2 separate regions of the Sus scrofa genome follow, and region 1 is linked to region 2. The links are chromatin contacts, called in public Hi-C maps. All regions are on one chromosome and are shown on one strand. The core of a region is the stretch at or near the end of the contact, and the rest is flanking DNA. Distances in the headings are between cores, read along the strand shown. Region 1 has its middle 190 kb from the start of EGFL6. Region 2 overlaps LOC110257721 (a long non-coding RNA gene).

Region 1 (6,410 bases), core at 416-2,915, 240 kb before region 2:
AAAAGTTCAGCTCTACTGGATTATACATTAATTATACCACTGCCACCCTGAGGAGTACACGTGATGAAGCCCTGCTCCTCAAAAAGAAACGCCTAAGAGTACAGAATTCCAAAGGTCAAGCCATCTTTCCTACAGAATGTTTTGAGCCCAGTCAAGTCTCACTCCAGGAGTCCAAAGCTGTACCTTTACCTTGGCTCAGTTCTGAGCACCAACAAGAATTAAGGGCTGGCATAATGTAACGGGATTGTCTATTCCATCAGATGATTTATTTTATTTTGATTTTTATGGCTGCACCTGCATATGGAAGTTCCCGGGCTAGGGGTTGAATTGGATCTACAGCTGCTGGCCTACATCACAGCCACACCCACGCCAGATCCGAGCCGCATCTGTGACCTACGCCACAGCTTGCAGCAATGCTGGATCCTTAACGAACTGAGCGAGGCCAGGGATCAACACGCATCCTCATGGAGACTAGGTGGGGTCCTTAACCTGCTGAACCACAGTGGGAACTCCTGATTTCTATTTAATTGTGGTAGTTCGGGGCCTGAGGCCTTCCTTTACCACCCTTTCTTTTTTCCAAGACAAATGATTTTTTTTTTTTTTTAGCTTGTTGCTCCCTGGTATGGCTTCATCACACTCTTCAAGAAGCAAACAGAATTGATGTAAAAAATATATTTATACAAAAACCTGAATTAAATAGAGTGAGGAGTCCAGAAGGGGGAGCTCTCGGGCCCTTCCAGGATAGCAGAGAACAAGGGAAAGAAAAAGCCATTGAGAACTATGTCTAGATACTCATGTTGCAACAGAAGAAAGGGTGGGGGAAAAATGTAATTGCAATGTATACATGTAAGGATAACCCGACCCCCTTGCTGTACAGTGGGAAAATAAATAAATAAATAAATAAAAAGAAAAAGCTCCCTCTTCTTTCCTAGCAAGGACTCAGACCCTGAAAAGTGCTTGCCCCTCTATAAAAGCATTTTCCCTTTGCCATGACCAAGGCTGCAGACAGGGAATGGCAATTCTCTGCTGATCCCAAGTAAACCCCTATTTCCTGGAGAAATATTCGGCAGTCTGTTTATTTCCAGTCAGCAATACGGAGAAAGGAAATGCAACATCTTTTAATACTGAGTTCTCTGGTTTACAAAAGATAATAGTGATACCAGCTGGGCTTGGGAGGAACTTGTAATCCTGTGAAGGTTTTCACAGGTTGACTTGCTTTCTTTTTGCTCTAAGCCAGGAAACTTCCATGTAGCCAGTCTCACCCACAAAGTTCCATTTTCTTGAATCTGCAAAGCCCATGTTCAAGGGAATGTTTTTTGTTGTAAGCACTCTCATTTAAAAAGTGATCAGCATATATCCTCTCAAAAACGAAAATCACCTCGAAACCCACCTTTTGAAACCAGTGTTTCCAGACTGTAGCGATCTAGAGGGATGACATTTCCATTGTCATCTCTCATTCCCAAATGCCATGCTGCTGCTAGGGGTGGAGTAAACAGAGCCAGGCTCTCTTGGGTGGACATGTGATGCTCTCCAAGCAAATGGTCAGGAAAAGAACCAGGTGATCTTAGTCTCTGGTTGGTTGGCTCCTAGTAGAGTTTCTAGTTCTAAGAAATAGACCGTTAAAGATGCTAACATTTTTAGGTGAGATGATGGTATTAGGGTTTTATCTTTTTAAATGATTTTTTTTGGGGAAATACTTAATGATTTATGGATTACAACGATGATGGGAAAATGCTTAAAAATAGTTCTGAGGAAAGGTCATGGCTGAAATCAAGCTGGCCATGAGTTGATAATTGTTTGAAACTGGTGAGAATTACATCAAAGTGTGTGTATGTGTGTGTGCTAATGGCAATGGTCCAGTAGAGTTGGAGGAATGGATGGCCAAGGAGAGAGAAGAAACACCCTAAGAAGCCAACCACTCAAGGGCATGACAGGTCAGGAGGTAGATTTCAGAGACCAGACACGCACAAATAATCACTATAAACTCAGTCTGAATCTTGAGCATATTGAAAACACCCCCCCTCCACCCTGGTCATTTTGCCAGATGGGGAGACATTTAGAAGATGAGGAAGGATGTTTCTATGCCATATTCATTTATACTTTGGCTAAATTTTGCTCGTGATGCACCTGCTAACATACTGGGAGCCACACTGGACTTGTTTTGCTCCTTTAAATGTCAAGGGTTTTGGAAATTTTGAACCAATTTGCTTTTGCTAAATCTTGACCTTATAAGGCTGCTATTGGGGCCAACATAGTCAGAGATTTTATAATAACATTTCAACTGATGTCACTTTCTTACTCTCCCTCAAAATAATGAGTTACATGGAACTCTACTGTTTCTCATTAGGTCACGGGTGGGTGAAGCGTTCAAGCTGCTATCACTTTTTCCAAATAATTTCACTCATACTGACTCCTAATTTATCTACAGTATTATGTAGCAACCGAATAAATAGTCTCCTCAAGAAAGCATCCTCTCCTTGGCTGTTCCATAAAACTGTGCTGACTCATTTGTAGTTGGACCTGAAGAATGTTTCAAACACATGAAGCCAAAGGAGCCATGCTTTGTCTGAGCCATTCCCCTGCCCTCCTGCCCCTACCAACAGCAGAAGTGCACAAGATTTGCTTTGGGTTTGCAGGATCCTGGCAAGTGAGGACCTTTAGCATGACTTTGGCACCCATTTCTAAAGAATACACTCTACAAGTTAAAAGACTCCTTTGCTGTTTGTTTTTCCCAGAATCCCTTTTTTTTTTTTGAAGTATAGCTGATTTACAATGTTGTGTCAATTTCTGCCGTACAGCAAAGTGACCCACTCACAGACACACACACATATATATTCATACATATATTATTTTTCTCATATTATATTCTATCATGTTGTATCCCAAGAGACTGGATATAGTTGCCTGTGCTGTACAGTAGGACCTGGTTGCTCATCTATTCTAAATATAAGAGTTAGCATCTGCTCACCCCAAAGTCCCCGTCCATCCCACTTCCTCCCCTTTCCCCTTGGCAACCACAGGTCTGTTCTCCGTGTCTATGAGTCTGACTCTATTTCGTGGATAGGTTCCTCTGTGCCATATTTTAGATTCCACATATAAGTGATATTCTAGTGTTTGTCTTTCCTTGACTTCACTTAGTATGAGAATCTCTAGTTGCATCCATGTTGCCACAAATGGCATTAATTCATTCTTTTTTATGGCTGAGTGGTATTCCATTGTATATATATGTACCACATCTTCTTAACCCATTCATCTGTTGATGGACATTTAGGTTGTTTCCATGTCTTGGCTATTGAAAGTAGTGCTGCTATGAACCAGACTTCCTTTAAATCTGTATGGGCAAGGGGTAATATGGAGGCTACTCAGGTGGGTAAAAGCCTGAGTGGAGATCAGAGCCCCCACATCCAATAATAGAAACATCGGTGGCAGAAACAACACTATGAGATTTGAAACTACACATACACCTTAAGAATCCAAATAAATAACAATAAGCTGGAACTCAGTTTGCAGGAGAACCCTTCTGACAAAATCTTGCTAAGTTGAAATTCGAATGCACATATTTCCAACTGAATTCTTCTATTACTTATCCCAGATGCGATGACTTTAACTGACAGGAGGCTGGGTATTTGAACTTGGCCTCACCTGTGCTTCTATTTTCATACTCGATTATCTAATGTATTCAAATCTACTCTGCATGGTGTGGCCTACATGTGTGTACGAGTGGTTACTCATTAAAATCATGCCCAGTAGACTACACCAAAGTCAGTCCGTGGCTTATTGCCAATGGCATTTCCCTGCCTTGATGGGAAATTCCAGCCTTCAGAAGACATGCCTTTTAAGAGTTCATGGGAGGCGGGATTTACCTAGAGTTTCAGGAAAGAAAGCTAGTAAGCCAATCCATCAACTCCCCACAATGAACCCAGGACATATGGGACACAGGATCTTGGGCAAGGGAGAAAAACTTGCCATTCTACTATGTGTCTCGTTAGCACGAGGATTAATTTAGGCTCATTATTTTTAAGAAACAGAAGACTCAGGCAGTTTTCTTTTTATCCCCACCCCCACCCACCTAAACAGTTTAGAGAGCAGGCTTGCTTCCAGCCTAGAGCAGTCACCAGAAGCATCTTCAAAGAACAAGGGGCCAGGTGTAGAGGGGGGAGCTGGGTGGCCTAGAGATCAGAGACCACTAGGTGTCCCATTAGTGTCCACAGGACCCAGCAAACATTTGTTTACCAAACATAAGGAGATGCTTTTCCATCTCCATGTGAATTGCCTTCCTCCCCTTTGAAGTCTCCATCTTCTACCCCCAACATCCTCTTTTGTCTTCAGCTGAAGATGGTATTTAAGGGCGGGTGCTTTGGCCATTTTGGTGAGGGACTCAATTTTCCTGGGTGTATCCCATGTGTACTTGTTATTAAACTTCTGTTTGACTTTCTCCTGTTCATCTGTCTCATGTCAAGTCAATTCTTAGACCAGTGAGAAGAACCTAGAAGGGGAGAAAATGTCTTCTTCCCTGACCCTTGTAACCACTGTATCTGTAGATCCTGTCAGGTCGGGGTATTAACATGCCTTGTGTGATAGTGCAACTCAAAGTTCTGTGCAAAGGTCTCAGTTTTGTATAGACTTCCTTTATGAATGCTGAACCAGGATGTGGACACGTGGTTTTTACATGTATACACATTTACTTCAAGCGTGGGCTAAAGGGTAGAAAAAAAGGATGCTTTACAGGTTGGTGTTGGGAGTGAAATAAATTGTATGATCATGCCACCAATGAGGTGGTTTCTGATAAAGTGATTCTTTACGATACTAAGATATCTCTGCCACTTCCCCCCGGGAACACAAAGCATTAATCTATGGATATGAGTAGAAGTCACGGATCCTTATGTAAGCATCGATTCCCTATTCTAATTTGCATTTTGGACCATTTTATAGAAAATGGAATGAATTTACTTTTGGACAAAACATCCAGCGTAGTAAAAAGAACTGGAACCAAATGATTGCTGGTTTAAAAAAATATATTTCCGAGGCTTTTTATAGGCTTTGTTTCAGAGTTTTTCAAAGCCCGTGATCTGGGTGCCTGCAGGGAGAAGCTGACTCCTGCTGTCTGTGGCTTGGCTGCAGAGGCAGCATATTCTACGGGTATATTTTAGCCATTTTTAAGCTGAGATGAATAGGCTATTTGAAGTGAAGAGAGGACTGGTAGTTCCTGTTGGAATAAAAGGATCATAAATCCGTTCCTGCCAAACTGTGAACACAGTCAGACAATGCTCCGAAGGGCAATTTTTATTTGGTAATTACCGTCTTTGTTCAGAAGCTTTGCCAATGCTGATTGAAAATCTCCCAGAACAAAATAGTCAAAAGATACAGCTCTCTCATTAGCCTAAACTGCGTTTGAATTATTCCTGCCTTTTGTGACATTCTGGTGTTCTTTTTAGACAAAGCGTTAATGTGTCTTTTAATTTGTGTATTTAAATTCAAGTGGGATGGGAGGGGATTGCTATTGCCTATTTTCCTAAGCTTGACTGGAGGGGGCCTTCGGAATGAGACCAACAAACTTTCCCCTCTAGAGCTCTGCACTTAGGGCTGATTCCTGAAAGGGCAGGAATCAGCAAACAAGTCCAATGGCTACTGAATCTGCTGAAGGCAGGAGGAATGAATGAGTGCCTTGCAACATCTCCCCGCTGAAAGTGAGTAAGCACAATGCCCAGATGAGCAAATATTCTTTCTCTGGGGGCATCATCAATCTCTATTATCACTGTATCGTCAACACAGACATATTTGGCTCTTGTATGCCACTGTCTTAGTCCTTTAGGATGTCAATCTGAATGAGAAGGAGGGAGAAAATGAGGGAAGGAAGGAAAAAAAAAAAAACCAAACAAACTAGGAATGACTACTGTGGCCACTCACTCAAGACTTCCAGGCAAGGTTGTAGGTCAAGTCTTTTCTTTCTTGTTTAAAGAGCCATTATTCAATCCAAAGAGCATCTCTGGAATACCATGTATGTATCTACTTCTGGTTTGTCTTTCTAATGCTGCCATGATCTGTGTTCTATGCTGTTTATTATGTGGTTCTGGCTGGCCTGGAAATATTGGAAGATGAAGGTATGAAGTGAAAAGACATTCTATTAAACTACTGTTAATTGATACCTACTTTATGGTAGTTACTGGAGGTAGAAGACGATTAAGTCACAACCCTTCCATTAAGGAGGCTGATAATTAAATGATTTCAGTGGTCCTTGTGTCCAAATATTTATTATTCAACTACAGATTGGACAGGGAAGCACAAGTCAACATTTAACAAATGTACTAAGGAACTGACTACTTAATAAAATTTGACCCCAACCAAGCCTACTTATTTGACATTAAGCCATTCGCTTGCCTGTTGTGTGTCTTTGGTAACGCTGATCAAAA
Region 2 (6,789 bases), core at 195-2,694:
TATTACAACAAAATTCTGGTAGAATCCTTGGCACTGAGCATGTGCTTGTAAATACTTGCTGACAACCAAGCCATTTTCTCTCCCATTCGTTGGTCTCCTCCCAGTAAGACCTTTAACCCTGAAATACTACACCCCCATGTGAGGAGTGTGAGGGTTTCTGGACCACAAGTTTTAACTCAGCACCTTGGGATCAAGTTCTCCTTGGCCATACACCTGTTTGGGACTCAATTTCCTCACCTGAGAAGTGGGGAGATAGCTTAGGTCATCTCTAAGATCTGTGAGCTGGGTAGGGTCTGAGAGAAGCCAATGTCTAACATTAACTCCGTGACCTCTGTCTGTCTCCACCCCAAAGGCTATGTCAAACCCAGTAACCATATTTTTCAAATCAACATGCAGGGTTTATTATCCAACAAAGGATTTTGTTTAACGTCTGAGGAATTGTCTGGGCTCCCTACGTCCATATATGTTCCCTAGAGGAAAAGTGAAATGTTTAGAAATACATAAATAAGTCAGATCTCTCATCTTCTCATTCGGAGTAACCACAAAGCTATTTTTCCACCTGGCCTTTTGGAAATCAATTATTTCCGGGAGTTCCCGTTGTGGCACAGCAGAAACGAATCCAAAAGGTAACCATGAGGTTGCAGGTTTGATCCCTGGCCTCCCTCAGTGGGTTAAGGATCCAGCGTGGCTGTGAGCTGTGGTGTAGGTCGCAGACGCGGCTCGGATCCCACGTTGCTGTGGCTCTGGCGTAGGCCAGCAGCTACAGCTCTGATTAGACTCCTAGCCTGGGAACCTGCATATGCCAGGGGAGTGGCCCTAGAAAAGAAAAAGAAATTAATTATTTCCGAGTCTATCTTCTTCCCTAGACTGTGATTGCCAAGTGTTTTATCTTCTCAAAGCCTGGAACTTAATAGGTACCCATTAAATTTTTGATTTAATGAATCAGTTAAGTTCGCATGGCTGTTTTAAATTCCATGCTGTTTCTATAATTTATGGGAATAACAGGGCTCAGTGAATTGAGAACAGCCACTCCATGTCAAGAACCAACTTTACTTTGGAGCCCTAATTAAAAGCTTGATTTTGAAAAGTTGGCCATTGAAGACCATGTTTATAAAAAAACTCCTTTTTGGAGGGAGGGCCAGAGAGAGGATTACAGAGGCAACTGTTGTTCCAGTTAGGAAAGCCAGGCCCCAGAATTTAGAGCCTCTGGGCTTTCATAGAGAAGGTGGCATTCAGTGAGTTATCAAACTTCAAACTTTTTCAGACACAGTTCTTTTCTCTTCTAAAAAGAAGACTAATTTTCTTTTTTAAGCAGTTTTAGGTTCGAAACCAAACTGAGAGGAAGTAGCGATTTTCCCCAATCTCCCTGCCCCCACAGGCACACGGCCTCCGCTGTGACCAATGGCACTCAGCACAGTGATGCATTTGTCACCACTGATGAACCCACACTGACACATGTTCATCACCCAAAGTCCGCAGTTGACCTTAGGACTCATCACTTGCTGTTCCATGTACATGGCATTGCTTCATGCTGGGTTTAGCCACAGGTCATTGAAAACCACATTTGAGTGGCTGAAACCTAGAGGAATTTCTCATTTAACAGGAAGTTTGGAGATCAGCAGGCATCGAGAGTCAGATCAAAGAGCGCTACCCTATCAGAGCTGGAGCCATGTCCCTGCACATCTCCTTTCTCTCACTTTCCAGGTTCTAAGCACCACTTAGGTATGCAAGGCAGGAGGACTATGGGGCGAGAAGAGGGAAAGGCCACACAGGCTAGCTCAGTCTCTTGTTATCACAGAAGCAACAGCTTTCCAGAGTTCACTCCTGTCCCCAAAAGACTTCTTGGGTCTCTCTGCCTGAATTCGGTCACAAGAGGGTCTGAAGACCAGAGCTGGGCATGCTGCTTCTGTAAACACTATTGAGGTTCTGTGAGCATGAACAAAGAGATGAATGGATGTTGCCATGCACGTCATGTATTTGTCACACACACTCCTAATGACCAACAGCTATGTGGCTCTTCCCAGGATGTGACTTAGTGGATACGAAGCATCCGTTTCAGTTGGCATCCAGGATCGGGTAGCTTTTCATGATAATAATAACCACATTGACTATAATAAACTTTTTTTTTTTTTTTTTCTTTTTGGTTGTGCCCATGGCATGCACAAGTTCCCAGGCCAGGGATCATACCCGAGCCATAGTGACACAACATCAGAGCCTTAACCACTAAGCTACCATGGGACTCCACAACAAACACTTTTAACATACAATTTTTATTCATCCTTAAACAATTCTGCAGAGTAGGTAAGTTAAGTCTTACCCACTGTGCAGATGAGGAAACTGAGATACAGCAGGTGCAGTTACGTGTACATAGCAGACACAGTACTGGAATCAAACTCTTGGGCCTCCAAAGCTTAGGTCCAGAACTGCAATTCTGGAGTTTCCATCATGGCTCAGTGATAAAGAATCCAAGTAGTATCCACAAGGATGCGGGTTCCATCCCTGGCCTAGCTCAGTGAGTTAAAGATCCGGTGTTGCCATGAGCTGTGGTATAGGTTGCAGAGGCAGCTCAGATCTGGTTGCTGTGGCTGTGTTCGTAGGCCAGCAGCTGCAGCTCTGATTTGACCCCTAGCCTGGGAACTTCCATACGTGGTGGGTGCAGCCCTGAAACGGAAAACAAAACAAAACAAAACAAAAACCCTGCAATTTTGTGTCTGCCCGCTCAGTCAGTTTTGCGTATTGGACCCTCGTTAAGGGCACGGGACTTCAGAAATTGAGCAACAAAGTGGGTCAACTCAAGTTAGGAGCCTGGGGAAGGCAATGAGTCTGTCTGTGGTTCCCTCTGCCGGAGGTGGCTGAAGGGCTTCGGTTTTGTTCACAGCAACATTCCCAAGAACCTTCTGACTGTAAGCAGGCTGAGGAACTGTGGCCAGCTGTGGGCAGTCGCGCCACTCAGAACCTCAGATGGCAAAAGAACATGGGCACACAGTCCCCTACAGATTGCTGGCCTACCATTTAGTGCGCTGCGGGGCAAAGAGGAGGCCACCTCTGACTTGGATGCATGGCCAAAGCTTGCTGTGAGAAGACAAACCCTTCAAGATCTCTTTTTTTGAGATAGCAGGGTTTTCTTTCCTTGCTAAAGCTTTTCATGACATAGGACTTTAGGGAGATTAGAAGGGGCTTTCAGAGGCGGGATCCAGATGGCGGAGGAGTAAGACGTGGCGCTCACCTTCTCCCACAAACACATCAAAACGAAATTTTGCATGAAGCACCGATTTGCACAGAACATCTACTGAACGCTGGCAGAAGACTTTAAACCTCCAAAAGGGGCAAGAAACCCTTCACATAACTGGGTAGAAGAAAAGGGGGGCGGGAGAAGAAGGGGATTTCAGAGACCAAGACCTGTAAAACCCCCTTCTGCTGAGCTTCAGACAGAACGCCCTATGTGTGACCCAGTGAGGGACAGTTATACAAAGCTTGGAAATAGGAAAAAGGATGACAAGATGTCCTTTCAAAGTCATACCGAAGTACTGTCTGCTGAGCCATGAGTATTTAATTCTCTACAGAAATGTACCTTTCTTTGGCTTACTATGTACTGTTGATTAGGACCGGACTCCACTGAGTTAGATATTAACACAGAGACTGATAACTTACAAATGATTTCTGTCCAGTAGAATTGCCAACGATTTCTCATTGGTAAAAACGATAACCTCAAAGGTGAGAGGAAATGAAGCAGCTTTCTATCTATCTTTGCAATCATATTTTCACATTCTTTTTTTCCCACCAACTCTGTACCCATCATTCTCTCCTGTACCCTGGTTTCTTCATTCATGAATTAAACATGGCTTTGATAACGTTCTCCCAATATTTGTATAAAGGTCCTATTTCTAGGCTTTTGAAGTTTGCTCTGGTGATTTTTAGAGAGAGAGAATCAACTATAGTTTAAAGAACTTAGCCATGTACAGATTTTAAACTGCAAGGAGGAAAATCCCACTGGGGGAATATGTGCTTGTTAACTTGATCCTTGGCTTCAGCTGTCCATAAACCCTGTCTAGAAGCTGTTCCTCACAGTGTGCGGGCGTTGGATTTCAGAACAAAATAAAAAATAAACAAAGCAATGCATAATGAGAAAGCCCTATGCATACAAATGAATGAACATAGAAATTACAGTTTTAGAAAGGAAATGGAATCTGGAGGTGGTGGCCACCCGGAGAGGTCCCTTCTTGCTTCTAAATGCTGTCTCTCCACAGGTACTTGCTTGCTTTCCAAGGCCAGAGCTTATTTTCAAGGCCATGTGCACTAGATGAAATTTCTCGTATGAAGAAAAACAAACTGCATCGAGCATATTTTAGCCTTATCTCCACAGCAATCATTTCCTCCTCCAGGGAGAGGACATGCATTGCAAAGATCCAGAAGCCAGTGCCTTCTCAAATAGACACCAACGTGCAACAACTTTTACTTGTCCCATTTGAGGCCTTGAATCCACCAACAGGGGACTTGTTGAGTTGCAAGTTCTAGAAACAACTGCTTGTAATCTAGTGACCAAGGATTACAAGGACATTTATGTCTTTATTTGTTTATTTATTTATTTCACTATTATTTTTGGCCATGCCTGTGGCATGCATAAGTTCCCAGGCCATGGCTATAACCCATACCACAGCAGCAACCTGAGCCACAGCAGTAACAATGCTGAGTCCTTAACATACTGAGCCACCAGGAAACTCCTTTTAAAAAGAACTGGTTGATTTATTTATGGTATTTCTTTATTTTAACCATCCACTACGAGCTGATATATAGTGGAGTATTTGAGGAAAAAAAATATTTCTTATTATTTATGGTATACCTAAATGCGTGTGTATGCGTGCATGCCTGTTTGTAAGAGGGCTCTTGTTTGATGCTACTCTTCAGTTTGGGTGCTTCTCCTGAAAGTTAAACAGAGATCAGTGTGTTTTGTTGATAAATTTGTTACAAAAATAGTAACCACCTAGACCACATCATCACATGAGTTCCTGCTTCCCTGACCACATATTTCCACTGCCAAAGGCAAATTCACAGGGGGCCCTTGGGAGTATCGGAACAATTGGTGTAACTCCAAGAGTGATATTCGTCCAAGAGTGATAGTCCTTCCGGATAAACATTGAATCCCTGAAATTTCCAGGGTAACTTCTACCAAATGGGCTACAGGAAAGAGCTCTGGGGTCATCCATGTCGGAGTTGATATTACAGCAGGCTCTAAGCAACACAAATGCCTATAAATAGTAAGCCCACATGACAATATTGTCATTTAGGTCTGCAATCTATTGACTGTCTCTGTCACAGAGATACATTCTGGATCCTTAACCATTTTCCCTCTGCTTCAAAGAGAAATACTACCAACTATATACGTAACCACAGGACATTTCTATAAATCATTGGTTTTGCTTAACATAGGGCCTTCATTTCTCAGACTAAAAATAATATTTTATGTATTACATTATATTCTTACATGTCAACTGGTAGGAAGTCACATATATGTCAGGGAATCCTTGCATTGTGTCTGTTCCAAGGCAATGGGTTCATTGCCTTCTCTCATACCACTGTCCTACCAATGCAGTAACATTATCTTTAAAAGATATTATCAATTTTTTTTAATCTTAAAAACAAAAAATTTTTAAAATAAAAATAAATAATAAATAACAAAATTTCAATTAAAAAAAAAAAGATGTTAGATGGATCTATCATCATTCCTTCCAAAGAGCCATCACTCGATACTGGTGACGACTATTTCTTCTATTAAGAGCTCCGAAAATCAAACCTTGGGGAAAACATTTTTTTTTTCTTTTTTGGCCACCCTGTGGCATATGGAGTTCCTGGGCCAGAGATCAGACCCGAGCCATAGTTTCAACCTAAGCCACAGCTGCAGCCATGCTGGGGATCAAACCTGCTGCAGAGACAATGCCCAATCTGTTGCGCCACAGTGGGAACTCCAAACCTTGGATCATTAAGCGAGGCTCTTTTCCATTGGCCACCGGTATTCAGAATCCCAATTCTGATCTTCAGTCTTTTGATGCCCATTTCATTTTCTGAATCCTCAATGGTGGGTTAGTTTTGTCAGTTTCTAAGTTATCTCTTGTTCTAATAAGCAGACTCAGAAATCTTTACAAATATCTTTACAAATACTACCACTCATAAATTTTGAAAAGACTTGGAAAATCAAACCACTTGAAGTATGTCAAATGATTCTCATCAAAACTACGCCTGAGGTAACATTAGGTAATATTACTTAAACGTAAGGTAACATTCCCATCCATCCCTGTTGAATATTTCCTTCTCTTTTCTAGAGACACCAGACCTTCCTTGTTTCAAAGGCTTTTTTATTGAAATAACCATGTTAGATCTTTTGTTTCCCCTCTGATCTAGGACATAATTATTCACTCCCAATTTTCTTCTTTTTGCACAGTATTCTCTTAAATAATTACTAGGCGGGATAAGATGGCCTTGCGATTTGTTACATATCCCCCCAAGGCACAGTCTTCTGAAAAATCAAACTCTAGTTGTGAAATGGCTTCTGACCATATTTTTCTTCAAATGGGAAGATCAATTATATAATCATCTCTGGCACAACTTCTGACTCCTTTTGCAATATCATTCTTTATATGACTCAATCAAGAAAAATAATAGTTTACTTCCTTTTTCCACAGTCACCTCCCACGCAGAATAAAGTTACTATGGGCTATGAGACCAAAATGATCCAGGTTTTTTGGAGACCCTCCCACTCACCAAAATCTCCTAGCAGCCTTTCCTATTTTTTTT

The links. A called contact is a pair of places that touch in the nucleus more often than the background predicts.
Region 1: a Hi-C map of retroperitoneal adipose tissue shows a contact between it and region 2, with 1.8 times the contacts expected there. The contact joins two enhancer-like sites. A contact is called at or near these places in 6 of 47 Hi-C or Micro-C datasets (embryonic fibroblasts, fibroblasts, heart right ventricle and 3 more) and 1 of 2 datasets of contacts at active chromatin or transcription factors (skeletal muscle).

The regions. Positions count from the first base shown.
Region 1 is chrX:10,028,961-10,035,370 of Sscrofa11.1, reverse strand. No RefSeq gene overlaps it. Among named protein-coding and RNA genes, the nearest start is that of EGFL6, 190 kb to the left of the region's middle. Within about 2 kb of position 1,665, at least 12 of the 83 cell types and tissues checked have an H3K27ac peak or open chromatin away from gene starts, as enhancers often do. A contact at or near this core is called in retroperitoneal adipose tissue, where this site is marked.
Region 2 is chrX:9,786,921-9,793,709 of Sscrofa11.1, reverse strand. The region is part of intron 2 of LOC110257721 (a long non-coding RNA gene); the gene reads right to left. Among named protein-coding and RNA genes, the nearest start is that of TMSB4X, 140 kb to the right of the region's middle. Within about 2 kb of position 1,444, at least 9 of the 83 cell types and tissues checked have an H3K27ac peak or open chromatin away from gene starts, as enhancers often do. A contact at or near this core is called in retroperitoneal adipose tissue, where this site is marked.